Linked DNA regions of Xenopus tropicalis: region 1 is linked to region 2. A link is a contact called in public Hi-C data. All regions are on one chromosome and are shown on one strand. The core of a region is the stretch at or near the end of the contact, and the rest is flanking DNA. Distances in the headings are between cores, read along the strand shown. Region 1 has its middle 61 kb from the start of slc25a13. Region 2 overlaps dync1i1 (dynein cytoplasmic 1 intermediate chain 1).

What was found. Hi-C and Micro-C count contacts between places; a contact is called where the count stands out from the background.
Region 1: a Hi-C map of gastrula embryo shows a contact between it and region 2, with 2.2 times the contacts expected there. The contact joins two enhancer-like sites. A contact is called at or near these places in 2 of 5 Hi-C or Micro-C datasets (gastrula embryo and neurula embryo).

Annotation. Positions count from the first base shown.
Region 1 is chr6:33,646,474-33,652,285 of UCB_Xtro_10.0, reverse strand. No RefSeq gene overlaps it. Among named protein-coding and RNA genes, the nearest start is that of slc25a13, 61 kb to the right of the region's middle. Within about 2 kb of position 1,770, at least 2 of the 11 cell types and tissues checked have an H3K27ac peak or open chromatin away from gene starts, as enhancers often do. A contact at or near this core is called in gastrula embryo, where this site is marked.
Region 2 is chr6:33,465,841-33,471,528 of UCB_Xtro_10.0, reverse strand. It overlaps dync1i1 (dynein cytoplasmic 1 intermediate chain 1), which reads right to left. Exons shown (of 19, transcript NM_001112911.1): 16 at 3,244-3,384. Among named protein-coding and RNA genes, the nearest start is that of slc25a13, 120 kb to the left of the region's middle. Within about 2 kb of position 3,603, at least 6 of the 11 cell types and tissues checked have an H3K27ac peak or open chromatin away from gene starts, as enhancers often do. A contact at or near this core is called in gastrula embryo, where this site is marked.

The DNA of each region.
Region 1 (5,812 bases), core at 521-3,020, 180 kb before region 2:
TCATCAAGGCTGGTATATTGCAAAGGTGAGTATTTATATATATATATCAAGTATACTGTAATGTTTCATTTTATTGCCTACAGTGTAAATATAGGTATGGGACCTGTTATCCAGAATGCTCTCTGGATATTGGGTCTTCGGATAGTGGATCCCATACCTGTATAGTACAGAATCAGGTGTAAAACATCAGAGCAGTAGCCTATAGAAACCAATTAAAGGTTGCTTTCATAATTCTATCCTTGTTAAACTGATAAAAGCTAAGTGTTGTTTAGCTGCAGATTGAGTCCATGTTCGTACATGCACCCCTAGGTGTTTATGCATATTATGATCTAAAATGTACTAATGAATACTAGCAATGTATCTCGTACAAATGCGTGTAGAACGTTAGTTTCCCCAAAGATTTATTCCTCAAATAGCTGCTATTAGGGCCAGGAAGTGACCCCAGGGTCTGAGAACAGGAATCCATGAGTCACGGCAAGAATTAAGCCCTAGACTTGCTGTCTCGATTTTAGTTGGAGCGCAGCCATACTCCATAGTCTCAATAGCATCTCTGCGGAGTCACAATCAAACTGTATTTTATTAAAGTTCACATACACCCACTGGCCAATCGGAGATGGAGCTTGGTCACATGATAAGGGAAACGATATTACTCAATCACACACCCCTTCAGTTCATCAAATGAAAACAGAGTCCAGTTATATTATTATTAGAATATATCAGGGGTTTATCCATATTTCTAAAAAAAAATGTATCTTAATTATTTAGTTTAATTTCTGATAAACTAGGAGAATTAGGTTTTTACTTTCCTGTTAGACATAATAGCACTTGTTAATAAAAACAGTATTTGTTTTGACAACGTTTGATAACCAAATAGACTCAGCTACCCGAATGAGGAACACCAAAGTTTGCCTAATTAAGGATAAACATAGTAATTAGCTTGTCATCATTTGAATCCAAAGGTCTCAGAGGAAAATGGAAACCAAAGTATTCCTATCATGGTAGCTATTGACCTCTCAGACCTCTACACGTTTGTCATTGATGTTTAAGGCAGACTCACTTAGTCTGTCAGGCTAATAGCACAGATAATGAACAAGTCAAGGACCAATGCTAACTATTTTGTTGTTTTAATACTAATTTTAGAAAGTTAAAAATAGTACAATGGACAAATATGGGTTTATCTAAAATTAGCCACGTAATATGCTAACAGCAACAATAAACCCTTTCTCACCAACAAACCGTTCCAATCTGTACTGAGGGGGTAAACACCTCCTTCAAGTATTTTGATAAATTGCTCCATTAAACAATCTGTCAGCTCGCCAGAGTCCACCCTTGACATTGTTGTTTCATCTATCTGTGAATGAGACCTTGTTTAACTTCATTGCTAATAGTAAACATATTCTGAACCCTGAAAATGAACAGGGAGAGCATTTTAAACACCTGTAACCTTCAGAGTTTGACACGATATTTGCTAAGAGCCTTGAATTTCTACTTTAGAGCTAAAGACGAGGTATTATGAAGTCCTTGCATTAGGTCCCCTACGCACCCAATAATACAGGTTAAAGAAAAATGAGAAAAGATTTTAATTTCTATAAAAATAAATAACAAAAACACCTCTCGACTTTGTCACATATAATTTGTTTGGAGTCCACAAGCCAACAGGAATACAGGCAAGGCAAACTTTTTATTTTGAAATGAAAATGTTACTAACAACAAACGCTGTGTTTATTTCCATTTAAATGGAGATGTATGGGATTAACTCTTGCCTAAAAAAAGATTTGCAGAGCTCAGATCTTCCTTCATTTGCATTTCTAGGTGTAAGCGGCATCAGCAGGTTTCACCCTGAATCATTGCTTTGATCTTTACATTCCATCCATTCTTATTTAAAGTAATTAAAAGCGAAGCCAAGTGCCAGAACTGCAGTAGGAGTTACAGAGCTCTGATGCTTATTACAAATGACAATGTTTGTTATAAAACACAAGACGTAACTGTATCCCATAATGTACACAAGCATAAAAGATACTCTGGGGCAAATGAACAAATGTGGGTGTTACTTTGTAACTAGTGATGAGCGAATCTGTCCCATTTCGCTTCACCCGAAAATTCGTAAAACTTTTTTGACAAGATCACAACTTTTGATGCGACCGCGACTTTTTCCTCACTCGCCAAAAGGCATTGGTACAAGTAACGTGTATATTTTGGAGCAAAAGCACAACATATGGATACTTGCACACACAAAGACCTGAAAATGGATTGTTGTTTTAGATCATAGCCCTATAAGCTGCTGTATTCTTCTCTTTAGCACTTGGCTTTCAGCCTTTAACATAAGCTCCTGAGGCAAAGGCAGAAATAAAGCAGGTTATGGAACTCTATGAGAAGTTATGGGACTTTAGGAAGGAAGAGATCTGATGGCTACACACAGGCCAACCAATGCCCCCTCAAATAAACTTGCACACCGGATGCCACCCGCCACTGGCAGACCCAAGCCCACCCACATTCCCTGCCTGATCTTCACCATGGCCCCCACCAGAATTTCACAAACCCAGTCCCTCTTTCCTGCCAGCTCCTTCTCTGCTTCCACAGGTACTTCCAAATATAAATCTAACACTCTCCATCTTCTTGCTGAGTCCATCATTTCTGCCATTTCCACTGCCATTCCTGCTAGTCCCCCCATACCTATTGCTCCATGCAGAAGAACGAAGCAATATAAGCAGTTCATTTTTCCCCTGAATTGTGCCACCTTCAATTTGCACCCTCAGCACTACTTGCCTACCTTGCCTACCCTAGTTCCGGCCCTGGCTACACAATATATGCTTTAGGATCATACAGTATATCTTGGCTTGATACAGCAGTATCCCATTATACTGTTATGCTTGATTTGCAAGTGCATGGCGCTTAGGTTTTTATCACTTAATGAATTCATACAGGTATGTCATTTTTAATTTTGATAAAATGAGTTTATTTTTGCCCTTTTAAAATAAAATGGCTACCGTTAAATATACCCTGGTGTTATATATAGTTTAGAGCCAGTGTGGTTAGAAAAAATATTCCCTATAAATGTACCTGTACAGCTCTTGTTTCTACTAAGAGTAATGGAAGATGTGACACAACAGATGTAAAGGCCAATTCACAGGATCACAGCCCAGTTGCAACAATTAACTAGTTCAGTTAATATGGAGCTAAAACAAACCATATCGTACTGACATCATGGAGACATTCAAAGCTAGTGGGCCATACTGTCTTGCAAATAAAAGCAGCAGTGGACAGAAGTACAGACTAGAACCCTCCTGTCCCAGTTATTCATATCAGGGGACGAGGGTTGGAGTGCATGCAAACCATTGTTGGGCCTTGAGTTGCTGTGAATAGATACTAGTCACTGTATCTATGTATTTTGGGAATACAACTTGGTACCGCTGGTTTTCAAGGTTCCTGAGTTTTTTTTATTCTAAAACTGAACATACTTGAATTCTTCCCATGCCTTTACAATAATTATTCTGTATATCTAACATCAGTAATATTGTGCTGACAAACATAAAGAGCCATATATGACTGCAAGTGCAATTTCAAACACAACCATCATGTTTTTCCCATACTGCAGTGGTTTTTTTTCAAAATTCACTCACTGTTGTGCACACCAGGGGGCATCGCACATAACACAATAGTGGTCAAAAATAAATGCAACTGAGCTTGCACTTGCTGCAAATCAGACAAGATTGTGCCAATGTCCAGATGCCATCATTTCCAGTTTTCAGCGTGAAGTGTGTTACACGCAGAAGTGTTACGCTCATTGACACAGGACGCTGAGGTAACCCTGACGCTGCTGGTAGCTTCTGAGTTCCTCTCCATCAATAGGTGCAATTCAGAACTGGAGACAGGAAGGACTGAGCGGAACTACTGAAGGCCAAGGAGAGCATTTTGATGCAGTACCTTTTAATAATAGTAATAAACTGGGTTTTATTCACAACTGACTGCGGGAGAATTAGAAAAGCCGCAACTGTGCTACTGTGGTTGTAAATGACCCCTCAAATGTTTGACAGAAATACTATATTGAAAAAAAAGAAAAAAATAATAATAATAAAAATAAATGTTTGAGCAGTCAATTATGATTTGGAATTTTGTCAACTTAAGGAACAGTTTTATTTTCATTATGTCTGCAAATTATGTCAGGCTCTCGCTTAATAGCAGTGCTGGAGATAATAAATGGCTTTCATGTTGAACCAAAGTCTCATAACAGAAACTATGCTTAAGGAGATCAATGGCAGATGCCGATGACCCAACAAAAAAACAATTCAACATAATTTGCTCGTCCCATAATCTGGAGTGTTTTGAAACTCAAGGTCCTGGATATGAACTCTACTGTCTTGATATTCTGCTGCTGCTGTACTTACTGTCTCATGATCAAAGGGTCGCCCCTTGTCTGCTTGTCAAGATGACTGACAAGAGAGCCAAGTGCAATTCCAACGATGAACCTTCAATACCCAAATAACAGTGCATTTTCCTTCGTCAGATCGGTGAAATCAAAGTAATAGTTTAAAACAACTTAATTTCATCCTTTAGGGAAAAGTCCTGCTTGAACCTTTGGAAAATAAGAGGATTTTCTTTCATAATTGCATCCTGTTTAACTCTTTCATTTATCTTCTGTTTGCTTTGCCTTACCTTTCATCCAAGGTCTTTTTTTGTGGAATATAGAAACCAAAGAAAAAAAAAATATTATTAAATACTCATAAATGTAAAAAAAAAGTATGACACCAATATTAAGCACAGGAAAATCTACAATTTGTGTTGTTGTACAAACACTTTCATTTGTCATTATGGTAAGCCACAATGGGTTTGGTGGCGAATCATAAGTTAATTAAGATATATGAATATTTAATTTTCACACATTATTTCATCAGCATTAATGTTCAGACGAGTTAAGAGGAGACAAAGAACAAACAGTCCTGAGACCAAATAGATGACAAGATGTTTCCATTAGAATTACAATAGAATGGGAAAGAGAGTAATACAGTAACACATTACTCAACCTTCTATAGAAAATAATGAATTTTGCTATGTTTGAGCTGGAAAAACTTCTTTTTGCAAAAAGGACATTCTTTATAAAGAGGTGACTGTGGCTAAATCAAAAGAACAAAAGGAATTTTTAAAAAAATGCATTGGAACAAAACATTGTCATGGAAGTAGGAGTTTTACCAAATTACAATGTATATTCTCTCAAGAGGGCATATTATTTATATACCGCATACAATGTGGTATATGCTAATATTTACAATTTTCCCAAGAGCAGTAACTCACAGCAGCAAATCAGCAGGTAGCATTTATTAGTCACCTGTTTAGGGCCGTGACACACGGGGGGAGTTTAGTCGCGCCGCAACAAATCTCCGTTGTCGTGGACGACTAATCTCACAGCAATGCCATCCCACTGGCTAGAATGTAAATCGCCGGTGGGATGCCATTTGCGGCGCTGCCATTTGGCGAAGTTTACTCTTAAGGCAACTTCCGCGACTTCGGCAAATCGCGGCGCCGCGTATGCCATCCCACCGGCAATTTACATTCTGGCCAGTGGGATGGCATTTTGGGGAGATTAGTCGCCCGCCACAACGGAGATTTGTTGCACGACTAATCTCCCCATGTGTCACTGCCCTTTAAGGCAAGCATCTTATTGGTTGCTATGGGTTACTGCTCCTGAGCAAACTGAGTGCCTTTAATTACATAATAGGGATAGTGTTTTATAGTATTGTAAACAGATTGCCAGTATAATGGTGTGATATAATATATAATATTGTGTGAGAGGCCTTTGCCCAGTTTAGACACAGAA
Region 2 (5,688 bases), core at 2,354-4,853:
GGACACTGGAATTTATAATGGACGATGGTCCTGAAGTCTTTACATATACATTAAAATGGCATCTTATAGAGTGTAGCTGTAAACTGCTGCAGTTCATTTAAAGCCTGCTTTATGCTATTTTAGAGTTGCAAATAGGATAACAACATATTATTCTAACAAAAACAGAAAAACCCCAAGTAGTAGCCCAGTGTATTGAAGCTGTGGTTGCCATTGCAATAAAGTGGAGTTTGGGGAAGCTGTGAGATACATGTAACAGTTCTAATAAGAAACCGAAAGGATGGAGTATTATAGCATAATAACAGAAGCACAGGCATTTTCAAAACCATTGTTAAAACAATGTGTGTAAATTATGCAATGTGAACTAATGATACCTAAATCGTGCCACTAATTGCACCAACTGGATTGTGGTGAAAAAACTGCTGTGTAAACCAGGCCTTAACCACAGAAATCAAAATGCAGGGAAGCCGGTACTGAGGACAAGCATGTAATCGGATTACTCAGCACATCACTTCCAATATTTCATACTTTATTCCATATTTATAAACATATCAAGCAATGAAAAGCACAATCATTAACCAATGGTGGCTTTCAAGCTGACACTATTACATGTATATTTTTATTTTTAGATTTTTCTGCATATATGGAGCAGAACCTAGTGTTGATACCTAATGCATGACTGTCTGGCATTAAATACACATTATAGAAGCAGAGGATACATTGACATTTTCTTTAGCTCTGAATCGATAGAATTTGCTTAAAGTGAGCAAACTCTGACTAACAGTGCCTAAAGAAAAAGTTTAAAGTTGTAAAAAAAACCTTTATTCTATTCAAGGCCTCTCTCCAAAGAGTTAAGGTGACTGCTAATAACTGGAATGAAGTGAATCTGGTCCTAGTTTACTGGCTCCTTTCTTGCCTATGTGGCTGGGAGCCCAACTCAGTACTGGCTGCCTGTGATACTGATAATTAGGAACTCAGACCAGCAGCCCCAGTGCTGCCCTTCCAGACAGGTGGGAATTACATAGTAAAGGCAGTGATGCCAGCTTTGGGTGCTCGTATATATATCCCCAGACCTCCTTCAGATAAACATATTTTTACTATTTTATGGAACAATGTTCCAATCTGTGTTTCTATATACACATCTGGCAGTCCATAGATATAGATATCTAACAGCAGTCATGGAGTTATTAGATGCGGGACCTTGCATCTGACCCGTAAATTATTGGCATTAACTCTTTTATTAGCGCATGAATCAAGCTGGGATATGTTCTTCATACTGGTTCAGCATCAGCTGTACCGATACACTTCCTAATATACATCTCACTCAGTCCTTTAATATGGTATAAGCCGAACCAATAACCCCTGGATACCCTAATAAAATTCAACATGCAGAAGGGAACAGGGCCGCTGCTGGCCAAATAGGTGCCCTAAGCAGAAATTTACTTTTGTGCCCCCTCCCCCAAATATTATGGAAGTAAAAATAAAATAATAAAAAAGAACACCTACTATAGGGGCCCCACACACAGTGCCCCTAATTGCCCCCATAGACAATGCCCCCATAGTAAGTGCCCCCATAGATTGATTGAACTATTTGGGACAGCGGGATGCACTATAAAAACCGGTGGGACAGTGTTGGGGGGTATGTTATAATATATAAAAATGGGTTTTTTTTGGAGCAGCTGGGATGGTGCCCCCCTGGGAGTTGGTGCCCTATGCAGACTGAGTACTCTGCTTATAGGGAGCGGTGGCCCTGGAAGGGACCCTATATATATATATATATATATATATATATATATACACAAAGGATGGCACACCGCTACATAACATACCTTGGGTGCTCGGTAAAGGGTTCCAATAGTATAAAAAAGACCAGCAACTCCGGGATTTCTTGTGAAAAATCAAAACATGTATTCAAAGTAGCATAAACAGAAATCCCGGAGTTGCTGATCTTTTTTATACTATATATATATATATATATATATATATATATATATATATATAGTATAAAAAAGATCAGCAACTCCGGGATTTCTGTTTATGCTACTTTGAATACATGTTTTGATTTTTCACAAGAAATCCTGGAGTTGCTGATCTTTTTTTATACTCTATATATATATATATATATATATATTTTTTTTTTTTTTTTTTTTTTTGCAAAAATAGACAGCACACACTGATAAAGTGCAAAAAGGTATATTGTAAAAAATTACATCATATGCTTACTGTACACATATAAGCGACGTTTCGAGCCCGGCCGGGCTCTTCATCAAGGCTCGTGAGCAGTAACTCACGAGCCTTGATGAAGAGCCCGGCCGGGCTCGAAACGTCGCTTATATGTGTACAGTAAGCATATGATGTAATTTTTTACAATATACCTTTTTGCACTTTATCAGTGTGTGCTGTCTATTTTTGCAAAAATATGTCTATTTTTTCATGAGAGTCGGAACTCATGAAGGACGTGCACCACATACTTAATCACTGAATAGCAGAGTGCTGTACTGCCAAAAAGACTGTGTATATATATATATATATATATATATATATATATATATATATATATAGATATATATATATAGATATATATATATAGATAGATACATATGGATATATATGTGTGTCCCAAGTTGGGGGTGATCTGCTTAGTTTATTGTCTGCTATTTCTTATTTTATTATGTAATAAAAAAAGGCAATTATGTAAAAAAGATATCTGTAAAATAAATATCTAAGAAGTTTCCATGCCTTTAACTCCTTCACTGCCACGCACCTTATAAACACCATTATTATTGTTTAAAGAGAAATGCAAGCGGCCTTAGCTTTGCCTTTATTACATATGATCCTTTCCCAACCCTAGGAGGTAAAGGGGAAATAAAGCATTGCTGGTGCCCTGATCTGAACCTTAACATTGGCAATTGGCAAAGTTCCACCTGCAGCCCTCCAGCTGTTGTCGAACTACAACCCTCCTTGCATTCCACCAACCTCCACAGGTTGCATATGTAATAAGAGCTGGAGGGCGGCATCCTTTATCCATATTGTTATGCATGACAAAATATCTAGCCATGGTTAACCAGCTGTATACCTACTCTATCTCCCCCCCCCCCCCCCCCCCCCCGTTTGTAGTGGTACATTCCAATTCCATTCAGAACTAATTGCCTTACAATGCATTGCTGGCGACACTGTCACCTTTAGGTGCCGTAGTGATCCGCATTAACCCCTTAGTAGCTGAATGCCCGTCCCCTCCCGGCTCACCTCCGTGTCATTATTGAGGTTCCAGAGATCCAAGCGCCCCATCCCATCCACACAGGCGAACAGAGCGGGATGCACGGGTGACCAGGTGACGTCACACACATAGTCGGCATTGTCTTCAAAGGAGTAGAGCGGCTTGTTGTGCTGGAAGCGGAGAGAGAGGAGAAGACTGAGTGGCGCTAGTGCTGCCCCGGGCTGTCTGCTGGCGAGCCTCATTAAACACTTTGCACGTTTGGGGGGGGGGGGGGGAAATAAAGAGAAATGTGTCATGAAAGTGGTGGGAAGGTGCAATGCGGCTCCTCAGAGCCACTATCCGGGGCTAGTACCCTGACAGGACGGGGCAATGGCCGGGGGAGACTGGGGGCTGCCACAGACTCATGAGGGAGGGAACACGGGTTGTTATTCTCTTTAATGCAATAGCTGTTATGAGAGAAATCTCTGGCAGGTAGCGAGGTGCCCATTACATGGGATTCGTGCAAAGGCGGAAGGCGACTTCTCTCAGAATGAATCATCTTAAAAAAAAAGTTCGTGAAGCAGCAGCGACTGGTTTCTGTATGAGGGGAGAAAGCGATGGTTTTTATCATCACAGCCCGCCGCGCTTCTCAAAGAGAGTCAGCGCCATCTAGCGGCCGAAGCGCAAACGTTATCTCCGGGGCAAAGAGTTCGTCAGGTCATTGGTTTACCCTGTAAGTGTCAGGGTTTCCCTTGCTGCTGTCACTCCCTCAGGGCTTGCCTTCCAGGGCAATGACAGGCACTTGGGAGCCAGCGTGTCAGTACGGGAATCACAGTGAAACCAACAACAACAGCATTGACTAGCTCAGACCAGTGACATGATGGAAAGCTGTCACTCTAGCCTACACTCTAGCCTACACTTGCCTCATGGAAACCCTGATGCACTGCTGCTCCACACATTAGACTGACGCCTTGTTTGCCTGACAGGGAGACTGCAAGAAAAATATGTGTCAGACTGGGCACTTCAGGGAAACCATTCACTGTCCTATCAAAATAGGAAGAAGCCAAACTTCATAGAACATGAGCTTTTTGTCCCAAGCCCAACAGCAACATAAAGAGGCAATATATATCCATAGTTACTCATGTCTGGGGACACCCTGATTTGCTCTTGGAAATTTTTGTTGGCTCACTGAAATTTGTGTATTATAAACATATATAAAATATGAGGATATTAGAACTTTGGAGTCCCGTGACCTGTATAAAAACATTCAGTGTGGCCTTGTACAGAACTCCTTAGTGACTTGTAGCATCCTTATATTACAATATGGGGGTATATTACTCCCTGTATATTGATATTGCTCATTAATAAGTGCCTTCTACATTATTGGACTCCGCTGCACCTACAGGATCTATTTCCTCTTTGCTCTGAGGCTTATGTCAGATCAGGCGTATGGCGGATATTTTTGGCAAGCTGAAAAACGGTTGCCGAAAATACCGTCATACACCTCCTACCTGTGCCTGCACTCGAATGAATGGAATACGCTCAGGTGCAGACACATGTAGCCGATATCCGCATAAAAACATGTGAGAATACAAAGTCTTGCGTTATTATGCGGATATCAGCTACATGTGCCTGCACCCGAGAGTATTCCATTCATTCGGGTGCAGGCATTAGCCTAAAAGTCACAATCCAGGCTCATTAGTAAACTCAGATTTGCCTTTTATGTCAGCATTGTGTCTGTGCATTCTACATTAGAATATACAGTAGTAATCATCCCTGTAGCATCAGCTTTAATGACAGATGAACCCCATTATCTGTCTAATGATACCTGACGCTTAGCTTCTCAATAGCTTCCCAGAGAACACTTAGTGGGAGATTTTTCACGTTCAAGTTTCATTATTTTTTACGGTTCGAATTTTTTCGTGCTAAAAAAACTCGAATGTCTGCTAAGTGCAAAAAACCCGAAAACTCAAATGTAAAAATTCACCATCAAGTCAATTGGAAATGTTCTAGGCAAAGTCAAGTCATATTTTCAAACTGAAATTGTTTGAGTTCTTCGAGTTTGTAAAATCGAAGAGAAAAATTTTAGGTATTCCAGTTTTTTATTCAAATGAGTTTTCCTTGTTAATAAGCGAGCATTCGATATGTGAGTTTATTCTATTTGCAGAAACAAACTCGAATTCACAAACTTGAAAATTGCTAAATAAGCCCAGTAGCATTTGCAGTGGCACTGACATTCAAAAGATGGCCTAACGAGATCCAAGATGGCAAGCTCTTGTGGACAACTTTGAAGGTCTGTTTCCTTACTGTTCTAGGGCTGGTTAACGGGGGGGGGGGGGGGGTTAAGTAGGGGGGAGTTAGATATGTGCAATAAGTCAGCATAAGCAGCAGGAGAATTATATTCCCTATATCTATACAGGTATAAGACCTGCTATCTCTGGGGACCTGGGGTTTTCTGGGTAAAGGCTCTTCCCATAATTTGGATCTCCACACTT